Linked DNA regions of Mus musculus: region 2 is linked to region 1. Evidence: chromatin contacts called from public HiChIP or PLAC-seq data. All regions are on one chromosome and are shown on one strand. Each heading gives the region's core, a stretch centred on a gene start, on an enhancer-like site or on the middle of the called end of the contact. The rest is flanking DNA. Distances are from core to core; before and after follow the strand shown. Region 1 overlaps Thsd7b (thrombospondin, type I, domain containing 7B). Region 2 overlaps Thsd7b (thrombospondin, type I, domain containing 7B).

Region 1 (6,336 bases), core at 1,794-4,293:
TAAGGAATTTATTCACATTTCCTTAGCATTCAGGTGGCTGCTACCATCATCACTGTCTCCAAGTTGTTCTCCGATATATTGACATATCCTCCCTGGGCAATTTTAAAATACAAGATATGGGAGTCACCCTCCCACCCCTCCAATAGATGGCAGCACATAACCACACCACAGTAAGCACATTACCTGTAACATGGACATCTGTAAATGCTTATCTGACAACTTCACCACTCTGTGCACCATAATTTTACACCACAACTCCTTCCATGTTATATGTGTCCTTGGGACATGGATAGGGGCGCATCTTCCCATCAGAACATCAGAACGAATCCAGTTCATCTGTTCCTTCTAGGAGGACTTCTTTTTATCTCTGACCAATGATAGCCTTTCTGGGCACTTCGCTTCTTTCTGAATCCCTATGGACTACTAGATCTCACTCTGGGCAACTCCATTTTCTTCTCTTAGTTTCCCAGTCACAGGCGATGTCATTTAACTGTTCTACAACACGTGCACATGGCAGTCCTCTGTCACATGGTGTAACATCAGAGTGCTGTGATAGTTGCATCTGTTACTATCTGCTGTTGAAGTACCCAGTGGTGCATACAACTTTCATTCTTGTAGACAGAAGACAGGGTTTCTCACCCTACCTAACCACTAATCTAGCCAGGAAACTGAGTATAATCTATTGCCCTTCTCAAGCTAGAGCCTGACCATGTTCTTTTTGATGCAGTCTTAATGTTTGTAATAGTGTACAGCTGAGACCACCATCCTTGTATCAGGGAAAATGTCTGGAGGTTTTCCACTTTCTGCTCACTGTTAGGCTTTTAGCGATTATCATGTTTGAAGTGAATGGGGAGAGGTAAAACAGAAAAAAAAGATGTTGGGCAGGTAGAAATATTTAGATTTAGTTTATTGAGGTATTTGAAGAATCACAGAGGTTATTTTTCTTCTCAGGGTGTGCAATCTCTGAAATAGTAACTGGTCGTTTTTCCTTTCTTTAAATCCCATAAGTACATAGGCAATGAAATTGTGTTCCAGGTGATTTTCAGATTCGTCCGAATCTTCCATAAACAGCACCATCATTTCTGTAACAACGAAAACCTGTCACATGCCAGTGAGGGGCTGAGTTAGCCTTTAAGTGACTCTCTTGTGGGTATGGCTCCCTGGAGAATGGAGAGCTTAAAACCAAGCATTTGTGATAATAGACTATTCTGTCCAGAGATTATCCAATTTGCAGATTATTTTGGTTTATCTCTCTCTTCCTTCTGCTTGCCTAGCCCCTGGTCACTCCACCTAGTAGAAGTGCTTTCATCTTTGGCAGGAGGTGGGGAGAGGGCAGTGGGGCTTGAAACAGCGGAAAACTTGAACTGATGTTTGATTCTAAGATGTACATGTGGAGTAAGGATCCAAGTAAACTCTAAAATTATTTGTAATGTATGTGGGGGAGATTGTGTGTGTGTGTGTGTGTGTGTGTGTGTGTGCAGGCATGTGGCATGTACTGGGGGTTAAGAGTTTGAGGGGATGTGCTACATGTATGTGCTTGTGAAGACCAAAGGACAATTTGCCAGCAGGCTTCTTCAGTGTCCCTGGAGGGAAAGTGAAAGTCCTTGATGGGGCTAAGAAAAGTAGAACTCAGTCATTTGCTCCTTGGTGTTCATCAGATGCTATCATCTACCCTTGGATTTTGTTTCTTTCTTGGTTGGTTGGCTAATTTTGTTTTTGTTGTCATTGTTTTTGAGACAGGATTTCATTCTCTCAGAGCTTCCTAAGTCAGCTAGATGGACTTGGAAGGAAAGCCAAGGGGTCAACCCAGCACTGGGATTCCAGGTTCCACACAGCAACATCCATCTTTGTAGTAGGTTTGATGATTGACATAGAATCCTTATGCTTATTGGGCTGCCTCTGCACTCTTAATCTTTTAGTGCCTATAGATCATGGCTGAGTCTATAGATCACTTCTTTACATGATGTTGCATCTGTGTTTAAAACTTGGAATGTTTCTGAGACATAGAAACATATTAGCCCAACTTATATTGCTTGTGGGTCTTGCTCTACCTACTGTGCTCTAGCTCCCAGAGCAGATTCAGGGGTCAACTGGCTGTCACTTTGCACTAATGTGTCACCTTGGCTTCTCATCTGCAAACTTCTTGGAAATCCTGCCTTTATATCCGTGGAAAAAAACCTCAGCTAAGTTTTTATGGATATCTCCATCCTGTTGGTAAGCTAAGACTTTTCCTTAGCAGTTCTTGCTCCTTCTCCTACCAGGAATTTAATAATAATAATAATAATAATAATAATAATAATAGTAATAATAATAATACCATAACCTCGCTTAATAAAGCCTATACCATTTAATAAACACATGAGATCTGTCTTTACTGTCAAACCTTCATAGGTTGGCTTTATATGTTTGTGTGTGTGTATGTGTGTTTTATCACATGTAAAGGTGTACTACTCATGTCTCTCTGTGTGTGTTTATACATGTATTTGTTATCATGTGTAGAGCTGTACTATGCATGTGTGTGTATGTGAAGGTCGGAGGATAACCCCAGTGTCTTCTCAGGTACCATCCACATTTCCTATTCTTTTTTCAAGCTGGGTCTCTCACTAGCCTTGAATTTGCCAACAAAGCTAGGATGTCTGGCCAGTTAGCACCACAGATCTGCTTGTCTTCCCCTCCCCAATACTTATGTGACTTTGGGGATTAACTCAGGTTTTCATACCTATGAGATTAAAAACTCTATCATCTGAAGCCATTGGCTCTCTGAATAATATAAAGTATACAAGACATGTCCTGGCTCACAAATCTACAGTGAACCCCCCATCCCCACTATATGCACGAAAGCTGATGACTGACTATGGAGATTATCATTACCAATCAGCACCAATGCTCCACATTGCATCTTTTATCACAGGGTGCACTCATGCATCCTTGCCCATTTGGACAGTGTCTGAATTATTTATGAGTAAAATTACTCATGGGATGTCACTTCCCATTCCATATTACCATTAGGAAAACATGGTTATGTTCCTAAGATGAAGTTGATGGAGAGGCTGAGATCCCCAGGAACAAATGACTGAGTTCTACTTTTCTTAGCCCCATCAATTACTTTCACTTTCCCTCCAGGGACACTGAAGAAGCCTGCTGGCCTGTGTTCATTGCTTCCAGTTGATGATGAGCAGAACAAATCAATCATCCACTCTGTTGTAGATTATGTTGTATTTGAAGCCAGTGGTCAGAGAGGTAAAAATCAAGCCGTATAAGGTTAGGAAGATGACTCAGCCAGTAAAACATGAGGTCCCCGCTTTGATTCCCAGTACCCGTTTCAAAAACTGGGGATGCTGTACTCCTGGAGAGGCAGAGATAGGAGGATCCCTGAGACTTATTTGCTAGCCAGTCTAGCTGAATAAGTGAGCTCCAGATTCAACAAGAGAATTGTTTCAAAGAATAAAATGGAGAGCAATACCTCCAGTCTCCATGTGAACACATGAACACACATATGAACAGGTTGTGAGCATGATACAGATGGGCATATGCTGAGACTGGAGGCTAAAACAATATCCTGAGAGGAGGCTCCGTCATTGAGCCACATCTTACTCTGTGCTTTCTTACTCAGTCAAGGCCTATAAGAGATTGCAGTATCCTACTGAGCACCACTTACCTGGGAAAGGAGCATGTGATAGACAGCTGGTGTTGAAGATATGCATATTCTGTAGCCAGCGCTGCTTGGTTTCAGGAAGTGCCATTGGAACTTTCATCCCCTGCATGTGGCACTATAGGCAGGCTTTAAGAGGCAAAGCACAGTGGGATGCCCATAGTTAATAGGGTGATCTCAGTGAGAATTGTACGTTCCCAGCCTCTTCTATTTTCTTTTTCACTGCCTTCATGAAGTGAGTGGTTTTGCTGTGCTACATGCTTCTGCCATGGTGTGATTTCTCTTGGTAAGACCAAAAGTACCAGGGCCAAGCAGCTATAAGCTGCAATTCTAAACCTGTGAGCCAATCAATCTTGATTTTAAGTTGATTGTTTTAGAAACTGATCAATACAATCCTCATTATCCATTATTATTATTAGTAGTAGTAGTAGTAGTAATAGTAGTAGTAATAAAAGTAGTTTTTCTGCTATATACATACCCAGAGACAGACAGTTAGACATACACAGAGGCATACACACGACACACACACACACACACACACATACACACATGGGGGAGGCTGGGATAGTGAGGGATGGAGGGAGAGACAGACAGACCCACTATATTTTGCTAATTTATTATTCTTATGGTTTTAAGGTTTATTTTAATTTAATATTTATGTGGATGTGTGTTTGGAGGCATATGTACATATAAGCGCAGTTGCCAAGGCAAAGTAGATGTCTGGGTTACAGACAGTTGTGAGATGTCCAAATGGATGGTGGGATCTCAACTTGAGTCTTCTACAAGATCAGTAAGCACTCTTTAACCACAGATCCATTTCCTTAATCCTGCATTTAAATACTTTGGTGATTGATATATCCTGGATATTACTTAGGTAAAAATATTAGTATGATTCTAGTTATAATATTGTCAACAGTAGTGAGTCATATTTTTAAGCAGGATATGTGATTAGAATTTATGTTAATGTATACATATTCTTCTTGGCCAGTAGGGCTGGGGAATACAGCTCAGGTAACACCATATTGTTCAATAGTCTATAAATGCAAGAGAAAATACAACATGTCTCTGAAAGGAGGTGAGAAAAGCTGTTTACAATCTCTTATTCAGGGTCTCTCCTTGAATTCTGAGCTTCCCTTTTAACCCACTTTGCTGGAGATGCAGAGTGGCTTTGTTCGAGGGAGAGGAGGCTCTGACACTTTTAATGAGGTTTTCAATTCAGATGACAAGGCAGTCAAGAGCAGTGTATCTGTTAGTTGCTGGTCAGCAAAAATAAGCACAGGGAAGTCCAAAGCACAAATTATGCTACCTAGAATACAATTAAGCCATAGAAGTTTTTTTTTTAAACTTTTAGATCCATTGTGTTCTAAATGAAGGAAACCCTAAAAAAAAAAAAAACAAAAAGGTTTGTGATAACATCATCCAAGCAAGGGAACATATTTCACAGGGTGACAAGGTGGAGATTACGTGGGGTTTGGAATGTTCTTTGTCAATCAATGCATTTGTGTTCATAAGGTTCTTCCTGAACTTGACTTTGAGTTATTCTTTGTAGCTCCTGGTCTGGAGTTCCCATCCAATGCAGGAGGTACAGGCTGGGCAGAAGACTTTCCTGTGGCTAAGAGTGGTATCTGGTTTGCAAAGGTTATTGAAACTTCTGTTGTAGAAATATCAGAGATGACTTAAGCACAAGATCATTATGATCATTGGTGTGTGTGTGTGTGTGTTTGTCTGTGTGTTTTTCACAAGTTAATTGTGATAATTGGAGTGTGTGTTTGTGCACGTGTCTGTGTGCCCCCTCCCCCCGTGTGTACAGTCGTTCATTGTGATCATTGGAATGTGTGTGTGTGTGTGTGTGTGTGTGTGTGTATCTGTCTGTCTGTCCAAGCAATTATCATACCTTGCCTAACAGACCCAAGTCTGTTTAATACTTTTGCATTTTATGAGCTATTACACAATCTACATGATTTGATAGCACTTTAGAACCTTTAAAATCATTTCTAAATAATCTAAAAGTTTTCTTTCTGTGTTAAGTTTGATAACAGGACATGATGTTATTATTTTAATGACCTGGGCATGTTCTCTATGTCTAATATGAACATATTGAGACCATTTCACCTTTGGGCTTATACACTCTTTGAGGTTTAGATACTCTAGAGATTGTCTTTGGTGCCACTGAGGAAGGGGCTTAGCTTCTCCCTCATGTGTATGTGAAAGCTGCCATTATTGAGGATTTTAAAAAATCAGAAATTACCTGGTATTATTGTTCCAAATTGATTCTTCCAAGGTTAAATTTTATGGCAATGTATAACTATCTCCTATGCAATATTTTAAAAGTAAAGAATATAAAAGTGTTCAGAGGATATAGCTAAAAACCCATATTTGTGTCCCTTCATTCATAGTTCATCACTTTCCATTTCGAACAAGGGATTCACATGAAATACTTTCCCCACAGAGATGAAAATTTCTTTTGACACAACTCTATAGGAAACAGAAACTTATTTATGGACCTTACTAACCAGCTGATTCTATCATAGTGCTGCTTTGGGTTGGCTTTAGAGAACAGAGCCAAGCTGTCTTAAAGAACTATCTTGAGTGTTCAGGATGCTTTCTCCTGTTAGGTCATAAACTTACTATCCAGGCAATAAGAGACTCAGAGAGTCAGTAAGAGAGAATTGTATTTGCACGTT
Region 2 (6,670 bases), core at 1,675-4,174, 340 kb after region 1:
TCATAAAGGTCACCTCCACATAAAGGTTACACTACCTCCCCCTAGTGTCAAAGGCTAGAAGTCAAGCCTTTACATATGAGCCTTTGGAAACTCAAGATCTAGAGCACAGCCATCGGCCACTCATGCTTTTCTCTCCCGTGGTAGACATATTTCCCCAAAAGGGGAGAAAAGGAACAAACGTCTAAATCTTTGCATTCTTATTTCCCAAATAGAAGTATCCTGCTATTACAAAGGTTGGTTCTGCCTGTTCACTTATATAGATCACAACCAGAGGGTTATTTTTATAGGCACACAATAATTATGACCTGTAGTCAGAGATATCTGTCATTTTTGCCTTAGTCATTTCATTTGGTTTGTGTTTGTTGTTGAAGGAGGAAGGACTGTATTTTCTGGGAAGAAATATAGAGTGGTTTTCTCAGGGTATTTCTTGACTTAGACTGAAACAAGCTCTGTCATCTTTGGCTGTAGGCATTGGCAATCAGGGACGGGAGCCATTGAGACCCATCCCAGGAAACCAATATAATATTTGTAAGAGGTAGAAACATCTATATGTTTTTCTGTACATTTATGGAAGGATGTGGCTACCTTGCACAGCTTTGGGTCCTGGAAATCTAATTAAGGTAATGAGAAAATGAAGAAAGGACAGACACACAAATGCCGTACAGAAAAGCTGGGCCTGTTGCTCTGATGAAGATGTACCAGCAGCAGCCTGGAAACTCAGTGCATTTGTTTTATACATCTGAATAGAGGACATTGGCTTATTGTGGGTTAGCTGATCCAGATAGGAGGTCTTATAGGAAAGCAATCCACACTGTTAACATATCGGTGGATGCTATAGTCTTCAATTTCTGCAGGGTCAACTTTCACACCAGGGGAAACCTTTGCCATTCTCGTGTGTCTAAGACACTGTGGGCCTTGGCATGGTCATCCTCACATTCACAACACATTCAATCAGGGCTTAATCTGGTCCTTATACACTAACTCAAATCTTCATATGCTCTTTACAGAAGGGAGGGCATGACTCTACTTAGCAGCTCAATACACTAGGGTATTTGATGTAAGTAATGAGTAAATGCTTATCTGACATACTAGTGTCAATATCTTTGGTGAAGTTGTTTTGATAACCTTGTTAATCATATAGGAAAAAGTGGTCAGGCTTCAGTGTACATCTTATTAAAGAATATTTGTAAGTCTGACATAGTTGTGCATGGCTATAACTCCAACACAGGAGAATGAGGCAAAAGGAGAACAAGTTCAAAATCAGCCTTCCCTGCTTGGTCAAAACATATGTGAAGAAAACTAAGCACCGCTAACATAAATAAAACAGTGCCAGAATGTTCTATTAGAATGCACAATGCTCTTTATCAGTTTACTTCATTGCTCAGTTCCAGGTACCAAAACATTCATTAGAATTATCATAAGAGTATACAAACCATTTAAAAATGTATTTATTTAATAATTTATTGTACAAGTGTTTGGTCTGCATATATGTATTTGCCCTATCTTTGTGCCTGTTGCTAGGGAAGTCAGAAGAGGTAGTTGGATCTCCTGAAACTGGAGTTACAGACCATAATAAGCCACCAGTGGATGCTTTGAACTACACCTGCTTCCTCTGTAAGAGCAGCAAGTTCTCTTAACCACAGATCCATCTCTCCAGCTCTAAAGAGTCATTCTTTAGAAAGATCTCTCTTTTAAAGATAATTGCTGAAAGTATGAAAATAAGGGTTACCAGAGTAAACTGTAGAAATTAAATTGACAGTGTATGACAACTCTCAAAATTAAAATATCCCATGAGCATGACAGAAGGACGGGTTTGATAATGCCATAGGCTTTAGTTTTGAGAGTGGAGTGCTCACTTCATGGTAGAGATTGAATTTTAATATAAGTGAGTCATGGCTCTTGGAGGCATTTTTCATTTCCTTTGTGTGTTTCAGGGTAGGATTATCTCTGTGGCTTTTTGTGGTGGCTGCAGGTAAAATATGCATATTTTAAAACTTTGTGATAAATTAAATATAAATATTAAAGGAGATGGGCAACCTGAGGCAGAACGCTTTAGTTACACGGTGTTAACTAACTGTTGCTTCAGTAATATCTCCTTACACTAGCCCTTCTGCTTTTAATATAATAAGCTATGATTCCAAGAACAGAGTAGCTCTTCCCCCACGTTCATTTCACTCATATCCTCAGAAGACATTTCACTAATGAAATGGATGCTGGTGTTGAAGATGGATAAAAGAAACTCCAACTGCTGGATGCAGTCATTTGCTTTTAAAACTCGGAGTGAGAAGTTTCTCTCCCAGCCATATAATTCTCTTACAGAACTATGTTCCCTTCAGGAATGCCGATATAAATTTCAAAGTCTATAAGAAACGATGTACATGTAATAGGATTACATGTCTTTTGTGCAGAGCTAAATCCCATCCCTTTAAGTAGCGGTGCATCCCTGATATCCCTTAGCACCGGTGCAAGTAAGGTCGAGGCATTTGTTTCTGTTTATCCAGGGCTCCCTCTCAGGACTGTAGCAGAAGGAGATAGATTTGTGCATGTTTTTGTGTGTACATTTCTAAATGAAAATCAAACCTCAATGCGCATTCCAGGTGGAAGCAACTGAGCAAGAAGCTCACACCTGTGCCAGTGTCTGTAAATTCCACGCTGGTGTGTCAAGCCTCAGTTCTACTGAAATTCTGAATTCAAGCAGATGAGTAGGCCTCAAAACAATATCTTTTAAGGCCAAACAGGCTGTAAAGATGTGACTAAAACAAAAACTAAATAACTCGGTTTTAATCCGGGTATGTAGGAAGTGATGTAAAACCTACTGCAGTCAATTAAAATCAACGAGCTCTTCAAGTCTTCTGTTTCCTGGGAGGATATGAAAAAAAAAAAAAACCAAAAAACTGGAACTGAAAGTAGGAAAGATGGGAGCTCATGGAGCCTTTGAAATTATGCCAAGAAGGAATTTGGAAGCTAACACTAGAATAGTAATACTGGGGGTGGATTAGAAGGAGCACACATGAAAGGCATTTAAGGAAAAAGAAATCAATGCCATCCAGTAGCTAATCTTATATACCACAAAATGCATCACAATAAGTTGAGAGCACTGGTTATAGACCAGTGAGGACTCGCTGATACAGAAGAAAAAGAAAATATGGCATAAATTATTTATACAAAATGAGCTCATGACATATACACACGGTGAGAGAGGCTGCATTTGAATATTATTTTAGTGACTTCAGGGTTAGCATTAAAACCAACCTAACAGATATCAAGAGCCACCCATCATTCTCTCTCTCTCTCCATATATATATATATTTGAAACTTTATATTTAAAAGTTGTAGATAATATATAATATAATGTGATTCCACAGTACAAGTAAAAAAACAATGTTTAGAGAGCAAGTATTGCAAGTCTGGTATCAAAAGAATAGTCCTTCTCTTCAAGTATAAAGTATTATGTCTCAAATGCCAGTTCTGCCTCTCAGTATTTGTGTGGGGTTGGTCCACGTATATCAGATGTCTTCTTAGAGCCTCAAATTTCCGTAAGCAGAACATTCCCGTCCTGTTGATGCTTTTACAAATTGTTTCTCTAGAAGCATTGCTTTCATTTTCCTTGCAAACCTAGGGAGATAGTAATAACTCCACTGAAGAGAAGGGCTGTGGCTATTACTAATGCAGTTCTTAAATGTAAACTGCTGATGGTCAGGAGCGATTATCTAAGTCTGTGGGAAATGGTGAAAGCTATGGGGCCAAAACATCTTCCTTTGGGAAAGGCTTGATGTAGAGGTAGTATGGGAAAATTATTTAGATTGCTCCAATGAAGTGAAAAAGGCTATTGTGCCCAGAGGTGTTGGCACACACCTTTAAGCCCACCACTAGGGAGCCAGAGGCAGTATTGCTGAGTTTGAGGCCAGCCTGGTTTACTGTGGGAGTTTTAAGACAGCCAGGGCTACAAAAGGGAACCCTATCTGGAAACACACACACACACACACACACACACACACACACACAGAGTGAGAGACAGAGACAGAGAGACAGAGATAATAGAGAGACAGAGACAGAGAAAGGGAGGAAAGAAAGAGAGGCTTTTGCTTTTTAAGCAACAGAAATTTCCATACTCAATTGTCTACAAGCTGGATTTGTTTTTTTTTTTTTTTTTTTTTTTTTTTAGGAGATACCAGAATTTATTTGGTTAATAAGCATAGATATAGTTTTGTAAAATTTATGGAGGTAAAAAAATTTAAAAACAGCTTGTGTGGCATCATCGCATTTTTGTAGGTGTTTAAAGACAGAAAATGTACTCTGCTTATTAGTTGAATAGGTATAACTGAGTGCACCAAGCCTAGTCTCAGTAGAGTAACTGAAGCTTAAAAACATTCATAGATTTGGGAAAAGGTCTGGAGGACATGGATTAGGAAGAGATAACATAGCAAATATGTGTCAAAGAAGACCAAGAAAGAAGTACACTATAGCTCAAAGTCCAAAGAAGAGAGATATCCATCTTGCATGAATATGAAAACAAGATGACACACAAACAACCAGTGGGAGAAATACATGGAGCTGTTAGGAGGGAGGAGATAACTGACTGAAAGTCTAGAAGTGTCTGCAAATGGCAAGTGGGTGTGACTGAGGAATAGGTGAGTTCAGGAATTAGAAGGAAGAAAGTCCATTTTCCTCCTTTGCTCCCTGACTCGGTAACAGAATGACATGAAGGATTAGTGAGGAAGACAGAAGTGTCTCAGGAAATGTGTCTCTGTCCATATAGACGCCTCCCCAGTAGTTTCCCACCTGACACCCTGCAATAAATACCCTTAGCTGACAGGACTTCCTTTCTCTGGCTCCTTATCTCTGCTGTGATGTTTCTCTTGGAGTCCTCATTTGAATCCTCAAACTTCAGGTCTGAGTCTGCTTCCTCGTCCACTTGGACCTGCATGCCATCTTCATGACCTCCTTCTACCATTTGTCTCTCTGACTATAATGTCTGATCAGATGACCCTGACCCAGTATTGAAGCTGGAGTGATAATCCCAAACCTCTACATAACAACAGCGCTCTCTCTCTCTCTCTCTCTCTCTCTCTCTCTCTCTCTCTCTCTTTCTCCCTTTCTCTCTCTCCCCTTTGGAATTTTCACATGAACATCATTCATTCACAAACACACAGATATGTATGTAAAATTTGTTGATGTCCTACTTTCAGACACCAAGTTTTCAATGGCTGTTTGTTCGCATTCATTCCGTGGTTGTAAGGCTGAAATATCTTCCTAAGCCAGTTCTCCTTCTGCTGTTCTACTCCAAGAGAAGCTTAGGCATGAGCCAGTGACTAGGTGTGACCCACATGCCAAATGCATTTATCACCCCAGGCTGTAACTGCCTTCCTTTTACCTTCAATTACTGTTTAGCCCTCTACACTATCTCCTGGCCCCATCCCATGCATTGCCTTGCTCCAGCCAAGTCTGGTGTCCCCCTTGTAGCTAAGCTTCTCAGTGTGAACTTCTTACCCTTTTGTCCTTTTTGTGTGACAATTATATCATCCCTCTGATGTACTCACGTTAGGGTTTCCAGCTCTAGAAATGTAGGGAATATGCCTTGTTCACCTTGATATCTCAAGTGCTTCCATACTCAATGTCTCTTCCTTACATGTATAATTGATATGATAAGTATTCTGTTTATCTGTGTGCCAATATAAGATTATACGATGGTGGCAAATGTGAAAATAAAAACATATGAACTACTATTACCAGTCAGCTACTGGAGATCTTTGGGTTCACATACAAGTCCTGCATAGATGAGGACTAGCTCTTCTGGGGTTGGCAGACTTGGGTCCATGGGTGCCAAAGGCTTATGTACTGAGGCTTATAGACTCAAGTACTATGGACTAGGTTATTGTAACTCTGAACATTAGAGGCTAGAAACTATGGCTATAGGGTCCTAGCTTTGAAGCTCATCACTTTAGAGGTGTTGGCCTGACACTTGGCCACTTTGATATCAAGCAGTTGTAATTGCAGTTCAGCTTTCTCAAGACATCCAGTGCATGCTAACAGAGGTCAGGAGGACATGAGGGCAATCTGGTTAAGAATATAGGAAGGATCCATTAAAAAGTCTATGAACACGAAATACCAGAAAGTTGTCTATAGTAAAGACTTTATGAAAGTTCAACACAGAATTCTCCACTATGATAGCATCAAACAACAACTACTCTTATTAACAATTTTTAGCTGCTCCTTAGGGAAGGATGTATTCCCATGATCCTTCTCAATATATGTATGATTTCATTTTAAAATAAGATCAGATTATGGCATATTAAAATTATTAATAAACAATATATATCTCAATCTCAGGTGGAAAAATAAACTATGCTTATGATAAACTAATATCCAAGAGAACAAAGACTATATCAGCTCATTCCAAACATGGGTATTTCATAAATTATGCAAAAAATAAAACAAAGATTAAATTGAAGATAAATTATTACTCTGAGTGTCCAGTGCTGAGACCGTGACTTAAAAAGTTATCAAGTACTTTTTGCTGGATGAAGATGAGGATGGGGATTTTGTCCTGCTCCAGGATCAAGGTTCTGTTCTGTTTCTCTGGAGCGGCTTCATTCAGCCATGCATGAATTCTCCACCAAGACCAAGAGACATGTGCACAACATTGGAATGTGCAAAACCAAGGGACACC

What was found. HiChIP or PLAC-seq counts read pairs in DNA pulled down with a chosen protein or histone mark.
Region 2: a contact with region 1 is called in an H3K4me3 HiChIP or PLAC-seq map of the SCID.adh cell line, with 9 read pairs. The contact joins two enhancer-like sites. A contact is called at or near these places in 47 of 484 Hi-C or Micro-C datasets (the AML12 cell line, the C2C12 cell line, ECoMG myeloid progenitors and 25 more) and 1 of 115 datasets of contacts at active chromatin or transcription factors (the SCID.adh cell line).

Annotation. Positions count from the first base shown.
Region 1 is chr1:129,491,183-129,497,518 of GRCm38.p6, forward strand. The region is part of intron 2 of Thsd7b (thrombospondin, type I, domain containing 7B); the gene reads left to right. Among named protein-coding and RNA genes, the nearest start is that of Gm36347, 120 kb to the right of the region's middle. Within about 2 kb of position 3,044, at least 2 of the 459 cell types and tissues checked have an H3K27ac peak or open chromatin away from gene starts, as enhancers often do. A contact at or near this core is called in the SCID.adh cell line, where this site is marked.
Region 2 is chr1:129,827,102-129,833,771 of GRCm38.p6, forward strand. The region is part of intron 12 of Thsd7b (thrombospondin, type I, domain containing 7B); the gene reads left to right. Among named protein-coding and RNA genes, the nearest start is that of Gm36347, 210 kb to the left of the region's middle. Within about 2 kb of position 2,925, at least 2 of the 459 cell types and tissues checked have an H3K27ac peak or open chromatin away from gene starts, as enhancers often do. A contact at or near this core is called in the SCID.adh cell line, where this site is marked.